Linked DNA regions of Mus musculus: all the other regions are linked to region 1. A link is a contact called in public Hi-C and HiChIP or PLAC-seq data. All regions are on one chromosome and are shown on one strand. The core of a region is the stretch at or near the end of the contact, and the rest is flanking DNA. Distances in the headings are between cores, read along the strand shown. Region 1 has its middle 27 kb from the start of Ugt2b35. Region 2 holds the start of Ugt2b5 (UDP glucuronosyltransferase 2 family, polypeptide B5). Region 3 holds the start of Ugt2b36 (UDP glucuronosyltransferase 2 family, polypeptide B36).

What was found. Hi-C and Micro-C count contacts between places; a contact is called where the count stands out from the background. HiChIP or PLAC-seq counts read pairs in DNA pulled down with a chosen protein or histone mark.
Region 2: a contact with region 1 is called in a Hi-C map of liver, with 9 times the contacts expected there. The contact joins the promoter of Ugt2b5 here to the enhancer-like site in region 1. A contact is called at or near these places in 1 of 39 promoter capture datasets (liver), 8 of 484 Hi-C or Micro-C datasets (the AML12 cell line and liver), 5 of 115 datasets of contacts at active chromatin or transcription factors (hepatocytes, intestinal crypt epithelium, intestinal villus epithelium and 1 more) and 1 of 9 other capture datasets (liver).
Region 3: an H3K4me3 HiChIP or PLAC-seq map of intestinal villus epithelium shows a contact between it and region 1, with 12 read pairs. The contact joins the promoter of Ugt2b36 here to the enhancer-like site in region 1. A contact is called at or near these places in 4 of 484 Hi-C or Micro-C datasets (liver and nephron progenitors), 3 of 115 datasets of contacts at active chromatin or transcription factors (hepatocytes, intestinal villus epithelium and liver) and 2 of 9 other capture datasets (adipose tissue and liver).

Annotation. Positions count from the first base shown.
Region 1 is chr5:87,025,796-87,028,936 of GRCm38.p6, forward strand. No RefSeq gene overlaps it. Among named protein-coding and RNA genes, the nearest start is that of Ugt2b35, 27 kb to the left of the region's middle. Within about 2 kb of position 1,731, at least 8 of the 459 cell types and tissues checked have an H3K27ac peak or open chromatin away from gene starts, as enhancers often do. A contact at or near this core is called in hepatocytes, intestinal villus epithelium and liver, where this site is marked.
Region 2 is chr5:87,138,804-87,141,944 of GRCm38.p6, forward strand. Ugt2b5 (UDP glucuronosyltransferase 2 family, polypeptide B5) reads right to left here and starts at 1,537. Exons shown (of 6, transcript NM_009467.3): 1 at 780-1,537. The coding sequence starts at 1,503.
Region 3 is chr5:87,090,980-87,094,120 of GRCm38.p6, forward strand. It overlaps Ugt2b36 (UDP glucuronosyltransferase 2 family, polypeptide B36), which reads right to left and starts at 1,576. Exons shown (of 6, transcript NM_001029867.1): 1 at 822-1,576; 2 at 1-7. The coding sequence starts at 1,545.

The sequences.
Region 1 (3,141 bases), core at 481-2,980:
ACACACACACACACACACACACACACACACACACACACTACAGTTTTATTCAGTTTCAAGAAAGACAGCAATTGTGTCATTGGTGGCAACATAGATGGTTATCTAGGACATTTTATAAATGAAGTAAGCAGGGACAGAGACACCAGTACCTCCCAATCTCACTTATATATATAAATAAGCAAAATAAACAGAGGATGACGGTGGCTCTCAAGTGTTGGGATGGGGCATGTGATGTGTGGATATTGATTAGAGATAGAAACTTTAACACAAGGAGTAAAACCAAAATATATCTATTTACCTAATGATTATAATAGTTAAAATTTCTTTTTCTGAAAAATAAAAGGAAATCTCATACTTCAATATTTCTTTGGCTAAAAAAAAATGTTTCTAAAAGTTATGTACAGGGGGTGGGGGCTGACAGTCCTGCCTAGGGTCTGATGGGAGAAGGACAGCAGTCTCCCAACTTGCTCCCTGGTTTTGACCCTGGTCTTTCTGTCTCTTGATCTTCATGTTTTTAGAAGCAAACAATGGAGAAGCTAGAGAAAGTACCCAAGGAGCTGAAGGGGTCTGCAACCCTATAGGTGGAACAACAATATGAACTAACCAGTACCCCCAGAGCTCATATCTCTAGCTGCATATGTAGCAGAACATGGCCTAGTCGGCCATCACTGGGAAGAGAGGCCCCTTGGTCTTGCAAACTTTATATGCCCCAGTACAGGGGAATGCCAGGGCCAAGAAGTGGGAGTGGGTGGATAGGGGAGCAGGGCGGGGGGAGTGTATAGGGAACTTTCAGGATAGCATTTGAAATGTATATAAAGAAAATGTCTAATAAAATAAATAAATTAATTAATTAAAAAAGAAAGTAACAAAAAAAATAAGCTAACACTCTTATGCAGGCACGCCCGCAGGCACGTCCGCACACCCACAAATTCTGCCAGACTGGAAACCTGTCCTGAGACCCTTACCTGTCCACAGGAGCATTGCTCTCTTGGAATGACCTCTTGGGCTGAGGGGACCCACAGAGGCAGATCAGGGTGGGACTAAGAGGGGTATGATGGAGGCTGTCACAAAGGGTCAGTTCTAAAGTTTCTCTAAGCCTTTTGGTCTTATTTCATCAGTTTGTAGAGTGGACAGTCCCTCTTGGCCTCACTTACCCCGGCCCCAAGGTGCAGGGACAGAAAAGAGGGACAGGAAGCTACTTTTGGAGATGTGGAAGCACTGGGGGGGTTGGTGGGAGGGGACCTCTGGGCCTGTGGGGTCCCAAGCAGCCATAGTGAGGGGCAGGCTCTTCTTGAGTCCTGCCCTTGTCTTAGCCGGGCCTGGTGCTGGGAAATGCCTAAGAGGAAGGGGAATCTGGGCTCCCCATGAGTGTTGAGGAAGGTCACAGATCCCACCTGATGCCTGACCTCTCATGGCCCAGCCCAGCTTGCTTTGAGGAAAAGGTGTGGGATGACAGGGAAGTAGAGGGGCTGGGAGCATGCATTATCCCTACAGGTTCTGGGGAGGGACAGACAGTATCTCATGACAAAGGTGGTGGGGGTATGTGTGTGACAGGAGGGGAGTGTGATATCCATGGGATAACTTTTGAACACAGGATTTAAAGACAATCTAGAGGTGCCAAATACTTAAAACAAGAGGCTGCAATCAGGTAATTGCTAAAGGCAACACAGAAGGACCATAGAAATTGTCATGTCATGGACGTAGGGATTGAGCAATCCGAGAGGAAAGGTTAAAGATCATGATGTCCAAAGTTGGCCACGATTCATACAGCTCAAGATAATACCACAATTTCCAGACACAAACAAGTATGTGGCAATGCTAATGTGCAAGCTTGGAGAAAGCTGATAGAGAACTGCTATTTGCCAACATCAGTACTCAAAAAGCCTTCACATTTAGCATTAAAACTGCAAGCAACTTATATTTAGTAAATGTCTCAGGTTTTCCTTGCTGCAACAAAATACAACAGAAAGGCAAGTTGTGGAGGAAAGGGTTTAATTCAGTGTAAGCTTGTGTATTGCTTTTTATCAACAAAAGAATTTAGGACAGGAAATCAAACAGAAGGAACCTGGGGGCAGGAGCCAGTGTAGAGGTATGGAGGAGTGTTAATTTTCCTGGCTTGCTTAGCCTGTTTTCTTGTTGAACTTAGGACCACCAGCCCAGGTATGGTAGCACCCACAATGGTTTTGGCCCTCCCTCATTGATCACACATTGAGAAAATGCCTTACAGCTGGATCTAATGGAGGCGCTTTCTCAACAGTCTCCTTCCTTTGCGAAGAAGAGAAACAAATTAGTATTGCTAACGACTACTACTTGCTTCATATATTTACCATGCTCCCCCTCATTCTCCATCCTTTCTAGTAACCACATTTTTTTTTTTTTTTTAAGATTTATTTATTATTATATGTAAGTACACTGTAGCTGTCTTCAGACACACCAGAAGAGGGAGTCAGATCTTGTTACGGATGGTTGTGAGCCACCATGTGGTTGCTGGGATTTGAACTCTGGACCTTCGGAAGAGCAGTCGGGTGCTCTTACCCACTGAGCCATCTCACCAGCCCTAGTAACCACATTTTTAAATGCTAGATCTTGATGGTATTTACTTATTACATAAGCTCTTTGATTGGTGTGTATTATTTTTGAAGGTATGGAATTTGCTCTCTGAAATAGTGAGTTATTCTTAGAATTTGCATATACCTTGTTGACACTGTAAATTATTTATCTTTAACCCTGGCAAAAATAGCAAGGGCATTTTCCATATGAATTCAGGGTATTATTAGTATTACTAGGAAAGGAAATTCTTTGCAATTAAATGAAAAGGTCCAAAATCATAATGATGCCAAAATTTGTTCAATTGTCCATTTACTCTTTGCAACATGTTGCAAAGCATGCAAAGCCATGACTATTATGGGCTGTTGTAACAAAATCATTTTCAAGCCCAGTTTCAAAATCAGCTATCAATTTTGGCATGTCCAGATAATACTCATACAACATCACTCATAAGTGTTTATCTTCTAAGGTAAGAATGAATGTTAACGATAACTCCTGAAACTGCATGTAGAGATTCATGTCTCCTTCTGTTCCTTCGGTCCCCAACACCCGAATCTCAACCTCAGCTCTGTAGCAGAACACCTAATGTGGTTT
Region 2 (3,141 bases), core at 287-2,786, 110 kb after region 1:
AAGGGACCCAATAAAGAAATGTGGGGCTGGTAGAAATATCTGTTCCACTTTTAAGCTTCGGAAACAACGTAATAGTTTTCAAGATGAGGGGGATTTTTTAATGATATACAAAGAGAATATTTTACGTTTTAATCTTTTCACCTTTATGTATGTGTATGTGCATGAGTATATGTTAAGTTTATGCCAGTGCCTGCGGATATGATAAAGGGAAGCAGTTTCCTTGAAGCTGAAGTTTCAGGCAATTTTGAGCCACTGTGCATGAGTAGTGGCAGGAAGAGAGCTCTGGTACTAAAACTGTACAGAAACAATCCTAACCCTTTGGCCATGACTTGTGGCCCTACATTTTCATTTTAAATAAAAACACTGACTGGCCTAGGCAAGAGAAAATAACTTCTTCAATGTTTTATATATATGTATAAACTAGGTCATTCTTGAATCTCCATTAATCAAGGTTAATTGGTAACTGCTTAGGGAATTATTAAAATAGAGGAAATCTTTTCAGCAAATGAGTAAAGAATCACTTAGGGACCATCTAATTTCATCTCTATGTAATTGCATAGCTAACCAAAATGTCTTCTATCAGGACTGATACTGATACCTTCTCCTGTTTGATCAAATATATGAACATTTATAAGAGTTTGTGAGTTTGATAGCTTATATCATTATACATTTGATCACCTATAAAAGACTACTACATTTTGCATTTCATGGACATAAAGATTTACACACTTGTGAAACTTAGGTTTTCAAGCTACTTAGAAAAAAAAAATTTAACTTACCCAAATACTCACTGTAAAATGAGTCCCATTTCTTATCATTAAACATCTGGAACCAAAAGTCAAAATAAAGCATGCATATCATATTTTTTATCCTCTCTATGAATGTCATTTGTCCACCTAATCCTGACAGAATTACAGGTACATAAGAGGGAGGGAGTAGAAATCTCCCGCTGGACTTTTCAATTTGGTAGCCTGGAGAGAAGCGGATACTGTACAGAAAAGGAATCTGGAGCAGTTCAGCTATGAGCTCCCCACAGGAAGCAACAGGATCTGACAAAAGGACATCAAACTTGGATTCCTGTAGCTTTGTCATGAGCTCTTTGTTTGAAACAACATCTTTACAAAGACTTAGAAAATAATCAGAAAATTCATCAATCATATTTTGCAGTAAAGGAGAATATGACAAACATGTATCCCTTGGCATTTCATAAGTCCACACATCCACAAACTTAATGAAAAAATTTTCCAGATTGTCTTTACTGACAGATGTAGGAAAAGTTTCAAACTTAAGGCCAGGTGATTTTTTGGGATCAAGAACATAGTAAGCTGAAGGTCTCAGAACAGTGACTTCATGGCCTCTCTGTACCAGTTCATCCAGTATTATTTTTATGTTCATCCAATGACTGAATTCCATCGGCCACACCAACACTTTCCCACATTTCACAGATCTGAAGCAGCAACTTATCTGCAGCAGCAGCAGAGCAGAAATCCACTTTCCAGGCATCTTGAAAATCAAAATCCTTCTCTCACAGTCCATTTGCTTCTGTCACTGCTTGACCTTTTATCCAAGAAGCTTCAGCCCAGAGGTTAAACTATAACTTGCATTGCCCAATCTTATATGATCATTACTGTGGTGAAAGAGACAAAAAAGCAAAGAGCGATTTTAATTATTCCCTTTTTACATGAGAGTGATCCATGTCTCTTATGATGGCATGTTTTCAATTAGCCAAGAAATAAAGATCTCTTGTTCAATTATTAATGGTACTAAGATATTAGAATATTCTAAAATGTCTCACAAAACTAGTGACATCATAATATGGCTTGTCTCTTAATTCTCCTCTATATGGCATTGAAAGCACATTAATTTATATAGTTGAAGTTCATGATGACTCTTCGCTTTCTTTTACTGTGACCAATAATTCAAACTCAGTCATGGACTGTTCTAATAATCAATCCAATATTAGAAATAACAGACTTCATATAAAAGGCTGGTTCTAGACATTTTTAGAGACATATTTGAAAGCTAGCTACAGTTCTCTATGATGCTATGTTAACAATAGATGGGGACAGGTTATAGCAAATATTAAGGTTAGGTTAGCTACTAAATGTCATGCTACATTTCAATATATTTGTGTCACTCCATTACCCTACAATGCAACTATTAATTGGAGAAAGACTAAGGCTTGTTTGCAGGGAGTGTGGAAAAACACAGTTATTTCACATATTATAGAGCAATTAAAGACAGAAATTAAAGACAAAAATACAGATATTCCACATATTTTAGTGCAATTAAAGACAGAAGTCATGTGGATACTTAGAACATTGATAAATTGGCCAGCGATTTAAAAAATAATCTAAGTGCATTAAATCCCTTAGATTGGGTTCAGTATATAATCTTGATTGCTATTATAATTGACATTATTTTATCAGTAATCATTGTGTTTCCACTTATCTTTAGAGTTCTTCTGAGATCGAGGTGGGACATTCTGAAACTTCATCTAAAAATTATAAAGGGTGGAAATGCCACACCCACTCAGGTGAAGACTGCATGGCAGGCCCAAAAGCTTGGATGCAGTCTTTAGGCAAAAAAGTTTCACGGAAAATAAGTCTCCTGGAGCCTTGGTATCCTGTAACATAAATGCTCCAAACTTGTCCTTGCATTAGTTGGTGAATGGATCTGTGTGCTTTAAGTATTGTTTTATTATAGGTGCCTCTGAGAAATAATTTGTCAAATACCTATATTCAATAGAACCTGTTGTGGTCCTATATATTAACTGTGCTTGCTTCTTCAGTCTCTGTTAGCTCCTATTTCTCTTGCTTAGTTGATTCAGAGGGACTTATTCTTCTGGTATCATCCATTCACTCTGACTCTTAGAACAATCAACAAGTCAGTTAGAAGAGTACCTGACCTTGAATATAAGTTTTATGAAACAGGTAAAGCCGTCAAGTAAATGAGAAAACAAATGGAAATGACTTCCGAAAGCTTCAAAGATACTTTAAAAAATTAGACATTGAGTTTTGAGTTGTTTTAAGAAGATAAGAAATCCCTTTTGGAAACACACACAGAGCCAGAGAGAGAGAGAGAGAGAGAGAGAGAGAGAGAGAGAGAGAGAGAGAAAGAAAGAAAGAAAGAAAGAAAGAA
Region 3 (3,141 bases), core at 326-2,825, 65 kb after region 1:
GGCCTTCCTAGACAGAGAAAAGAGCAAATGAGACAGAGAAAAGTTGACAAGAATGTCTTCTGAGTATGAATTATAGTCCCTTAAAAATGTTGGAAAAATTGTGTTTGATATAGAAAATATGCTTTTTATATGTAATATAATTTGCATCAGTAATTGACTTGTGGCTCATACAAGATATGTAAATGTAAGTTTGGATTTGTTTTTAAAGGACTTAACTTATGTTTCCTCATTAATTTAATTATTTCCTCATAAATAGTTAATGAAAAATCCACTGTGTAAAAGTACACAGTTTACTCCTCTCTAAATCTTCAAATGACACTGTGTAAACATAAATTTATAATCTAGGTACAAATGTCACAACATGCTTTGTACCTTGCCCATGATTCTCATGGTCATGGTAGTTTGTAGCTAATCTTTATTCTTTTGCCTACAGAAATGTGAAATTTATGAATGGCTGGATTTCTGGTTAGTGCTTCATACCTTGTTTCTTACTAACACATTTAATGTACTTATTCTATAAAACAATCACAATATTTTCAAAAATTATGAGGCTAGGTATTTTTAGACAGTCATAAGTATGGTATATTTTTAAAGACTGTCTAACTGCATGTCTTTGTAACCTTATAGGTAACCAGAATGTCTTATATCAGGATTGCTACCTTCTATTTGATCAATTATACGAGCTTTTACAGAGAGTTTGATAGCTAATATAATTACATTTGACGACCTGTAAAAGTCTTCACTTTGCACTTAATGGAAATGCATCCTAACATGCATGTGAAACTTAGAACATTAAGCCTGTGAAGAGAAGCATAACTTACCCAAAGTTTCGCTGTAAAACTGATCCCATTTCTTCTCCCTAAATGTCTGGAACCAAAAGTCAAAATAAAGCATACATATCATATTCTTTACCCTCTCTTTGAATGTCATTTGACCACTTAATCCTGACAAAATTACAGGTACATAAGAGGGAGGGAGAGGGAGTCCTCCACTGTATTTTTCAAGATAGTAGCCAGGAGAGAAGCGAAGACTATATAGAAAAGGAATTTGGAGCAGTTCAGCTATGAGCTCCCCACAGGGACCAATAGCATCTGACAAAATGACATCAAACTTGGATTCCTGGAGTTTTGCCATGAGCTGTTTGTTTGAAACTGTGTCTTTGCAAAGAGTTAAACAGTAATCAGAATATTCATCAAATATATTTTGTAATAAAGGAGAATATGATAAACATGTATCTCTTGGAACCTCATAAGTCCATCTTTCCACAGCCTTTGCAAAAATAATTTCCATGACATCATTACTGAAAGATGTAGGAAAAGTTTCAAACTTAAGGCCAGGCGATTTTTTGGGATCAAGAAAAATGGAAGTTGAAGGTCTCAAAACAGTGACTTCATGGCCCTTCTGTTTAAGTTCATCCAGTATTATCTTTATATTCATCCAGTGACTGTAGTCCACCGGCCATACCAACACCTTCCCACACTTTGCAGATCTGAAGCAGCAACTTATCTGCAGCAGCAGCAGAGCAGAAATCCACTTCCAAAGCATTCTGAAAATCAATGTTCTTCTCTTCAGAGTGTAATCCATCTGTCACTGCTTGACCTTTTATCTAAGAAGCATTTGCCAAGAAGTTAAAATATAACTGGAATTGCTCAAAGCTGATAAGGAAATGAACATTACTGTGTTGGTGGAAAATCATGAATTTATCTGCCCCTTTGAATACCCCAGAGTCTGAAGGCCTCCCAGGAGATCTCCTGTATCCAGGGCAACAGATAAGGGACCCTCCCAAATAATTGCAGCAGTTGGGGACACTGAGGAGCCCAGCAGACTCAGAACACATCACCTCCACTCAAACTCCACCTGCCCCCTAGCCTGAGCCTTCCACCATGACAAATCATCAGCTTGTCTGCTACTGTGAAGTCCCCACAGTCTGAAGGCCTCCCAGGAGATCTGCTACACCTATGGCAACAGATTCCACAGGCTGAAGTCCTCCCAGGATACCTGTTACAGTCAGAGTCACAGGTCTCCCAGGAGATGTGTAGCAACCCATGGACAGATGAGACAGACTACAGACAGAGAAACCTAACCCAGTTAACACCAGAGATAACCAGATGGTGATATGCAAGCACAAGACCACAAGCAACAAAAGCTAACATACTTTGGCAGCATTAGAACCCAGTTCTGCCATCACAGCAAGACCTGGATATCCCAACACACCTGAAAACTAGGATGCTGACCTAAAATCCTATCTCATGAACATAATCGAGTCCTTCAAGGAGGATATAAATACCCCCCTAAAAAAACAAAAAACAAAACAAAAAACAAAACAAAACAAAACAGGAAAACACAGGTAAATAGGTAGAAGCACTTAAAAAGGAAACAAATAAATACCATATTGACGCTGACATCTAAACCACACAAAGACACAACAAAGAAAGAAAACTTCCAACCAATTTTCCTTATTAATATCAATGCAAAAATGCCCAATAAAATTTTAGCAAACTGAACCAAGGAATGTATCAAAACCATCATTCACAGTGATCAAGTAGACTTCATCTCATGGATGCAATGTTGGTTCAATATATGCAAATATTTTAATGTAACCCACTATATAGGTAAACTCAAAGAAAAAAAATCACATGATCATCTCATTAGATGCTAAAAACGCCTTTGACAAAATACAACACTCCTTCATGTTAAAGTATTGGAAAGATAAGGAATTCAAGGTCCATACCTAAACATAATAAAAGTAATATACAGCAAACAACAGGCAATATCAAATTAAAAGTGGAGAGATACTTAAAGCAATCCCACTATAATCATGGACAAGACAAGGCTCTTCCTAACTCTAGCTAAGAGATCAAGGAGGTACAATTTGAAAAAGAAGAAGGTAACGTATCATTATTTGTAGATGATATTATAGTATGCATAAGTGACTCCAAAAATTCTACCAGGGAAACTCTAAATCTGAAAACTTAAGCTAAGTGGCTGGATTTAAAATGAACTCAAACAAATCAGTATCCTTTCATTTCTACAAATGATAAATGGAGTGGAGAAAGAAAATAAAAAAAAATGACACACTTCACAATAGTCAGAAATATATAATATTTTGGGGTAACTCTAACCAAATAAGTGAGAGACCTG